2 separate regions of the Cyprinus carpio genome follow, and region 1 is linked to region 2. The links are chromatin contacts, called in public Hi-C maps. All regions are on one chromosome and are shown on one strand. The core of a region is the stretch at or near the end of the contact, and the rest is flanking DNA. Distances in the headings are between cores, read along the strand shown. Region 1 holds the start of acad11 (acyl-CoA dehydrogenase family member 11). Region 2 holds the start of prpf4bb (pre-mRNA processing factor 4Bb).

Evidence for each region. A called contact is a pair of places that touch in the nucleus more often than the background predicts.
Region 1: a Hi-C map of liver shows a contact between it and region 2, with 3 times the contacts expected there. The contact joins the promoter of acad11 here to the promoter of prpf4bb in region 2. A contact is called at or near these places in 2 of 8 Hi-C or Micro-C datasets (both in liver).

Annotation. Positions count from the first base shown.
Region 1 is chrB24:8,036,715-8,041,478 of ASM1834038v1, reverse strand. acad11 (acyl-CoA dehydrogenase family member 11) reads right to left here and starts at 1,903. Exons shown (of 20, transcript XM_042752009.1): 1 at 1,738-1,903; 2 at 1,530-1,629. The coding sequence starts at 1,862.
Region 2 is chrB24:7,866,802-7,870,897 of ASM1834038v1, reverse strand. It overlaps prpf4bb (pre-mRNA processing factor 4Bb), which reads right to left and starts at 1,250. Exons shown (of 15, transcript XM_042752332.1): 1 at 1,097-1,250; 2 at 1-390. The coding sequence starts at 1,143.

The sequences.
Region 1 (4,764 bases), core at 654-3,153, 170 kb before region 2:
ATGAATCTAAAATATATGAAAGTTTAATTTTTATCATTACATTATGGAAAATAATGAACTTTTATCACAATATGCTAATTCTTTGAGAAGGACCTGTATTTAATTAATTTTGTTTGAGCTTTAGTCATTTTTATTAGGTTTTGCTTTTTTAATATTTCTATTTGGCTTTTTTTTCCCCCCTTTTAGCAATTGTATAACGCCAACTTAAATTTGTGAACATTTTTATTACTTTTGAAATAGCTTTTATCTAATAATTATAGTTTATTTCAGCTTAATTTCAAGATAAAAGCTATTTCAAAAGTAATAAAAATGTTCACAAATTTAAGTTTAAGTATATATATAAACACACAGAGGGCTAGAAATGGGGTGGGGGGTGGGGTTACTGAGTCTGGGGAGTGTCGAGGGGGGACGTCCAGCATTTCATTTTCAACTGGTTAGGTTCTTTTGGAAATTAAAGTGATTTCTATATTTTATCCATTCAAAAGAGTACAAAAGTGCTCCCAGTTGACCATATGCATGGAGCGCTATTTAGAACTTCTGGGTAAAGATAAGACAGCTCGTAATCTTTCAGTGAAGTTCATTTTATATGTGGTATATATAGGTAGAGACTCTCACAGAAACCTCTCCTGCCTCATTCTTATCAGAAACTGAGAAACAAAATTATTGCAACACCGTAAATAATGATATCGAAATTAACATACAGTTTTATGTTATTAAAGAACATATAATTCTATATGCAGAGTCTGGTAATCCCAGGAAATTATGATGCATCATCAATATAGAAAAATCAGACATAACAAATAACCAGTACATATTATGACAGCAGATTGGCTTCTTGATTGAAACAAAAATACAGTTTTTCTTACGTGAAATAGGCATAAAAAATAAAAAAAAAAAAAAAATAAAAATTAAAAAAAAATAATAAAAAAAAAAAAAAAAAAAAAAAAAAAAAACTTTGGTTCTGTCTCCCTCTACTGCTTCACGGTCGCCGTGATTTTGCCAAGTAAGACAAGTTTATCAACGTCAACATTACTTTAGAAAATTATAGACTTAACACAATCCCTACCCCTAAACCTTACCCTGCCCATAATTTATTCTTAAAATCAGAGGGAAATGATAGCTGACTAAAAATGGTGTAGAAGCAACCCAGAACGTAAGACAAAACTGACATTTCCTTAAAAGTTATCCTTTTATTCTTATTGGTTTATTAGATGTTGATCCAGGAACATGTTGTACTTTGAGTTCACCACTGGGGTCAATTAACTTTATATACATTTGTGTTGTGTTGTGTTGTGTTGTGTTGTGTTGTCAAGTTTGACAGTCGCTGGTGCCAAAGTCCTTTTTGCATGATCACAACAGCGTTGGATTGACCCAAATAAACTATTTTAAACTCAACATTCCACTTACATTAAACTCTACACTGCAGGTGTAGTAATAAACCATACAAAAATACAACAATATACCAATACAAAAATATACCGTATAAGGATACAATGAGCGACGTACAGAACACAGTAACGTTAAGTTACCTTATGAGCTCCGGGCAGCAGCTCTCCTGGAGGCTTCTTTCTGAGCACATAGCGTTTATCTGCAGTCTCAATGTAAAACGTTGGGTTGGATTGCCCAGCTCTATTCAAAACAAATAAGTAAAATAGAACAACAAACAAACAAACAAAACGTGCGTTTTGTTTGCATGAAGTGCACTTGAAAAAGTATGTGTGTTGTGAAATTTCTTACCTGTACTGCTGCAGAGTTAAAGTGCTGTTGCCTGAAAAGCTGTCAAGTTTTCCTGACAGATATCTTTTCAGGTTATTAGTGTCAAATCGATGTTCTGGACGGACAGCAGTGATTTGGCGATCCATTGCGTTACAGAGTGAAATTGAGAAATAAAGTTCACGACTTAAGGATATTTCAAAATAAAAGTCATCCACTTCTGATGTGATGTAGGCTATTGTGAGGAGCAGCAGACCGAGCCCAATAATTGACCAAGCTCTGAAAAAATGACTTAACCTCGACCCTCGACAAAAGTTTTAGGAAAAAAAAATATTTTTTCCATGTATTTACATTATTTTTAATGCTCTAAACAATGTAAAAAATTAAGATATTTCATTCATAAGTCATGCTATGTCCTCAGTAGAGGAAATCGGGACTCAATTTCTTAAAAAAATAAAAAAATAAATAAAAACACATGAATGAACATGGATAGGCAAAAAAACAACAGATTTTTTAAATCACCAATACATTTTTAGTTTTCAAGATTTTTTTGTTTGTTTGTTTGTTTGTTTTTAACTTTGTATTAAGATGATTCTCAACTATAACAGAATGATTCAATATACCATTTTTCATTCTGCAAAATGTGTGTAAAATGACCATAAACAGGTTTTCTCATTATATATAATTTATCTATAAACTAAATCTAATTTACGTATTAATGTGTTTTGGGGGCAACATGTAATGAAAAAAGAAGTGTAATAATGGGAGTAATAATTGACAAGATTTTCATAATAATATATAATATTTGATATAATATTGAAACATAATTTATTTCCCTATTCATTTGCTGTGTCTCCCAAAATGCATAATAAACATGATTTTAGTCCCGGTGTCCTCATATGAGGACATGTATGAAATCAACGTCCTGTTTCGTAACAGAAAGTCATATTTTGATTTGAAACCCCATAACATTTTCCTGAGATGTTGATCTATGACACACAATATAAAAATTAGACAGATTTAAATGATAATTACAAAATATTATCATATCTCCATAAGCGTGTCACTAAATTAATTTCAGACATATTTGATGAGCAGGGAGAGGGAGTGGTCATGGTGAAACATCCAATCATTTGGTATGTTTGAAAAGCCCTGAATGTGCTCTGTACAGGACATCCAGACTTAAAACTGTGGCATGTACAGTCTCAAAGAAATTCACAAAAAAATAATGTCCTCATATGAGGCCACAGGGCAGGCCCGGCTGCAGGATGAAATGACTGAGGGGGCATGTGAAATTGTTAAGGGGGCTTAACTTTATTACACCATGAATGATTAATACACACTGAGATCTCGCTTTGCAATGACAGATTTTTAAATACAGCGCTCCCTAAAACACTCCATATGCAACTGCAGGTAACCAGAGACTGCAGGCAGACCTGGACTGGGCTTTCTGTTCCGAGGTCATTAGGCAGCAGCAGCGGAGGAGGTTGGGGTTGAGACGGGACTGCCGCTTGGGCTGGCCGCAGGTGGGCACTCTGCTGGGTGCTGCTGTCTCTGAGGTTGGTGCGATCACTGCAGCTGCTTTAATTGCTGGCATCTTCATGTTGGTGCTCTCAAGTGTTGCAGTGCTTTTTATGGTTGAAATATGCTGCATATACTTTCTTATGCCATTGTTTGAATATGATAGTTTCACATTTTAGCTGAAACTGAATTGCTGATAATATCACAAGTAACAGATATTTGCTCGAGCCACAATAATAAAACCCCTAACAACTGTAATGCTATCCTTCACACAGTTCGTCATTTATTATGAATAATTAACCCTTTCACACTTAAGTTTTATATCGAAGTAAGATTTTTCAAGGCACAAACTTACTTACCACTGTCATCAACTATCCTATATTCCGAAATATCTCACAAAATATGTGTAAGTGAGTGTGTTTGGTCATTTAAAAATCTTTATAACAATAGACTAAACTTTATAGTTAGCCTACTTCCACTGTGTTTATCTGATATGAAAAACACACGTTGGCAAATTATATTTGAATAGATTGTTTTTGCTGCTTTCACAGACTCCAAATGTAGGCTATTGTTTTACCAGTGCTTATGTGTAGCCTATTTAAATGTATGAAATCTAAAATAAACATTATGAGGTTGAAAACACTGCATAGTTGTGATATATGACAGCGTTGAGCTCGTCCGTATCTGGCTCAGCGCCAACCAACGCGAAAGACGTTTGAATCTGGCAGTAATGTCACGAGTCACAACACTGAACAATCTAAATCCCATGGGGATAAGGTTAAATTATTATTTAACTCAAAAGGTTGAACATTTTATTTTTAACCATGAATACAAAATTGAAACAGAGGGGGCACAAGTCAGATCTGAGGGGGCATTGCCCCCTTTTGCCCGCTTGTGGCGCCGGGCCTGCCGCAGGGTCTTAAGAGGTTAATGTGATATTACCATGTACTTTTACAGGGCAAGCATCTTTTATATGGGTGACTCCTCATGTATAGGCAGATTTGATTAGCCTACTTGGATTTTTTAAACTGGTAGCCTACTTACAATTAGGAGTGTGAATCGGCACTGGTTTCACGATTCAATCCGATTACGATTATCATGTCGACGATTCAATTAAATTCGATATCACATCACGATTAATGCATCACGATTATATCAAATTTATTTTGTGCATTGTTATTAAATTATATAAGCAGGCTACTTTTTAAAATAATTATGTTAATTAATTAATATATAATTAATTAATTATTGTTAAGAATTAAAAGTAAATATAGCTTCAAAAAATACAAGCAAATATAAAGTAATGGGGGGGGGGCAATTATAACTTATAAACAAAAAGGACTTTCAGTATTTGGGAGTGCTTTAAGTATTGAAAGTTTACAGATAAGCATAGTTATGGGTTTTTCTTTTTTCTTCAGCATTATTGCCATTTAATTATTACTGAGGAGATCATAGACACTGGCAGCTTTAATAGACTGCATTCACACTAATGCACAGATCTATTTCCACATATCAGATGTCTTGTCCTGT
Region 2 (4,096 bases), core at 1-2,500:
GCTCTTTGTTTCTCCAGGTCTTCAAGAAGCGCCTTGTCATCCAGGGTTGCACTGCACTGTGATGGAGAGCCATCCTCAGCCCTCCTGTTGATGGCCCCAGATGGTGAGGAAGATGGCTCCTCTTTGCGCCTGTGCTTCTTATGTTTGTGTCTATGTTTCCGTTTGCGGTCCTTATCTTCCTCAGATGCATGTTTGTGTTTTTTGTGCTTGTTACGGTGCTTGTGTTTCTTTTTTTTGTGTTTGCTGCCGCTGCTGTGATGTTTGGAACCGCTGTCCTGCTTCTCTCCATTCACCTCCGCTTCTTCCTCACCGTCCTCTTCATCCTCTCCAGACATGTCACCGGTTTCATCCTCATTACCACTCTTCTCTGGACTCTCTAAATCCTCTGGCCTGTAAAGATAAATGACACAAGCACATTAACATCAACTAGTATAACTCAATGTAAAAAGAAACAAGGGTCACATTTCAGCATTTTTTTTTCTCATCACAGAAATTTTTTTGTTCTTTTTTAAATTTAAAGAGTTCGTTTTGCGCTAATTTAGGCACCAAATAACATGCAAAGGTTTTGTTATGTTTTGCCAAGGCAACACGGTATTCTTCACAAGGGCACAAATACTGACCATACAATTCACCAACAAATTTATCTAGGTAGGTATATTAATGTGCTTAGGGACTATGATGACTAATTCGATAAGTTTTATGATCTAACTGACATAGGAATTTTGGATAGATAGAACTAACATGATGTGTGGTCGTCACATGAAGACTAACGTTAATGGATACTTTACTAAGAAGCTAATGTTAACCAAATAAAATGTTTAAACACAAAGGTTGTGCTATGCTACAGTTCAAAGATTTTAAAACTAAAGAGTTCACAAAACCAACGAAAATCACCTCTAATAAATGAATCTTGACAACTGGCTCCTTGTATAATAACATTTAGCATTAGCACGCTAATACTAGCCGAACAGAAAAATAGATAGCAAAGTATGAGAACAACACAACCCTGACCGAATCTGTTCCATTTCCCTAAAACACCCTCATCCAAGCTCTTAAATGAGTTGTTGATGGTGTCATACAACGCACGTGCTCATACCCGATATTAAGCCTCTTGCTCCGTAAATCCATTTCCACATTCGCCATTTTGTTTCAGCAACGGCCCGCTGTGTTCTTTTTCTGCAGTGAGATTGTGAGGAGGGCCAAAGCGAAGTGGAGCGCGTGCGCTCTCTAGTGCCTGCATTAACAATTTCGGAGAATTTATTTGAGTGTATACGGCAAATTCTGTAGGTGGTCACGAGTCTTAAAAAAAAATTAATTACGCTTTGCTTGCGTTCGCTATTCTTTTTCTATTGTACCTAAATGTGGCACAGTTTGACCTCATTTGACAATCTGTGATCATGGGCATCACTGCATATATAAAACAAGTATTAATAGCCTACTCCAGCAATAAATATTATGTATATAGCAGTCAAAACTTCCTTTTTCGGCTCCGGAAAGATACCTTTTGGATTCCATTTCTACCACAACTTCACTTTCTCTCTATAATTGTTTCATTTCAAAAAAAAAAAAAAAAAAACAAGCATCAATGTGTAAAAACACTTGCGTTACGAGCGTCTATTTAGAAAGGCAATATTAAGTGAATTCCAAAATATGAACTGTAACAACAACATCTGAATTGTTACAAGAAAGGTTTTCAGACTAAATTTTCTTTATTTACCAAAAATTATAAAGAACACTGAGTTGGTTGTGCCTGTTTTTAGGGTTGCACTATTTGGCCAAAAATGTTTTACTAATTCTGATTATTGTTAAACAAAACAATAATTACTGATAATGGTTATTATAAATATATATATAAAACTGCAGCATGACCTGTTAACATGTAGGATGCCTATATCTATAAATGTTTAGAAAGGTCTAAGGATTTATTATAAAATAAATTCTGATTAAAAATCTTTGACAAAAAAAAAAAAAAATAAAATTGTCAGGAAATCTTATGCACTCCTCTACACTGGAGAATAACTTATTATAACTTATTTATACCCATAAGTGCAAAATCCAAAACTCAAAGAAGCCATAAATTATATGACATTCCAGGAAATCCCTAATACAAAGGCATACACTATGGCCTAGCTGAATAAAACACAGATAGAGACGTGTTAACTTATGAAAAATGGAGACATACCTGTATATGGTTTATCTTTGTTCTACAAGCCATCTCTTGTATTTTTACATGAATAAACTCTCTCTCTCTCTCTCTCTCTCTCTATATAATAATAATAAAATAAATATATCGATATATATATATATATATATATATATATATATATATATTAGGGCTGTGGATCTTTGGGTAGACAGCGATTCGATTCATAGGTTTTGAATTCAATTCAAGAACGATTTTTGCTAATTTAGAACGATTCGATTCACAATTAAATTCAATTCGATTCAATTATAATGATTCGATTCTGCATTCTTTAAAGGTGCAGTGTGTAAATTTTAGCGGCATCTAGCAGTGAGGTAGCGAATTGCAACCAACCGCTCAGTCCCCCGCTCACCCCTCCCTTTAGAGAAGCAACGATGGCCAACACAGGTGAAGTTGTCGTCAGTAAGGCAGCAGCGAGCAATGATATTTCTTGTAAATGTAAATTAAAGAATTATATTTACTTGATTATTCAATAAATTGATGTTATCGTGGATATTAATGTGCTTGTAAATCATTGTATCAGTGTTTTATTCACAATAACAACAAAGTGACGAAACACGCTCTGTAGAGCAATTTGTCCATTTAGGGCTACTGTAGAAAAATGGTGTAGAATAAAGTTTTTCTCAAAATTGTTGGACACAATTATTGGCACCCCTAGAAATTCTTATAAGTAAAAAATCTCAGAACTATATTCCCATTCATATTCACAATTTTGAGCACTCCAGGGTGATTATGAACATGAAATTATCCATCCAAGGCTTCCTGTTTCACAGAAATATCAAAAATGAGGGAAAACAAAGCCCAAATTCCCTTAATCATCCATCACAATGAGAAAAACCAAAGAACATATTTCTGATGTGCAGCAAAAGATAATTGAGCTCCACAAATTAGTGAAGTGGCTTTAAGAAAAGAGCTAGAGCAGTGAAAATTCCCATTTCCACCTTCACGGCAATAATTAAGAATTTCCAATCAACAGAAAATTTTATAAATCTGCTTGGAAGAGTATGTTTCTCTATATCGTCCTAATGCACAGTGAGAAGGAGAGTTTGAGTGGCTAAAGACTCTCTAAGGATCACAGCTGGAGAATTGCAGAAAAAAGTTGAGTCTGAAAACCTAAAAAAAAAAATTGTCAAACAGCAGCTACATCACCACATGTTGTTTGGGAGGGTTTCAATAAAAATTCTCTCATCCAAAAACAAACTCCAGCATATTCAGTTATCAGACACGACTAGAACTTCAAATGGGACTGGCTTCTATGGTCAGATGAAACTAAAAAATGAACTTTTTAGCAGCAAACACTCAAGATGGGTTTGGTGAACAGGGGTAAAAAGTACCCCATGTGTACAATGAAATATACTGCTGTATTTTTGATGTTGTGGGCCTATATTTCTGCTGGAGGTCCTGGACATCTTCTTTAGACACATGGCATCATGGATTCTATCAAATACTAACAGATAAAAAAAAAAAATCACTAATTGATTGGCTCTTATAATGGGCCATGTTTGGATCTTCCAACCGTACGATAATCAAAACACAAACCTCAAAAACAACACAAAAATGGGTCACTGAGCACAAAACCAAGCTTCTGCTATGGCCATTCCAGTCCTCTGACCTGAACCCTATAGAAAATTAGTGTGGTGAACTGAAGAGAAGAAGCACCAACATTAAGCTGGGAATCTAAAGGGTCTGAAGTGATTCTGGATCAAGGAATGGTCTCTGATCTCTTGTCAGGTGTTCTCTAACCTCATCAGGCATTATAGGAGAAGATTTAGAGCTGTTAAACCGGCAAATGGAGGTTTCAAAAAGTATTGAATAAAAGGGTGTCGTTAATTCTGGCCAATGTGTATTAGAGAAAAACATTAATTTCATAATGATATTTCCCCCCATTTTAAA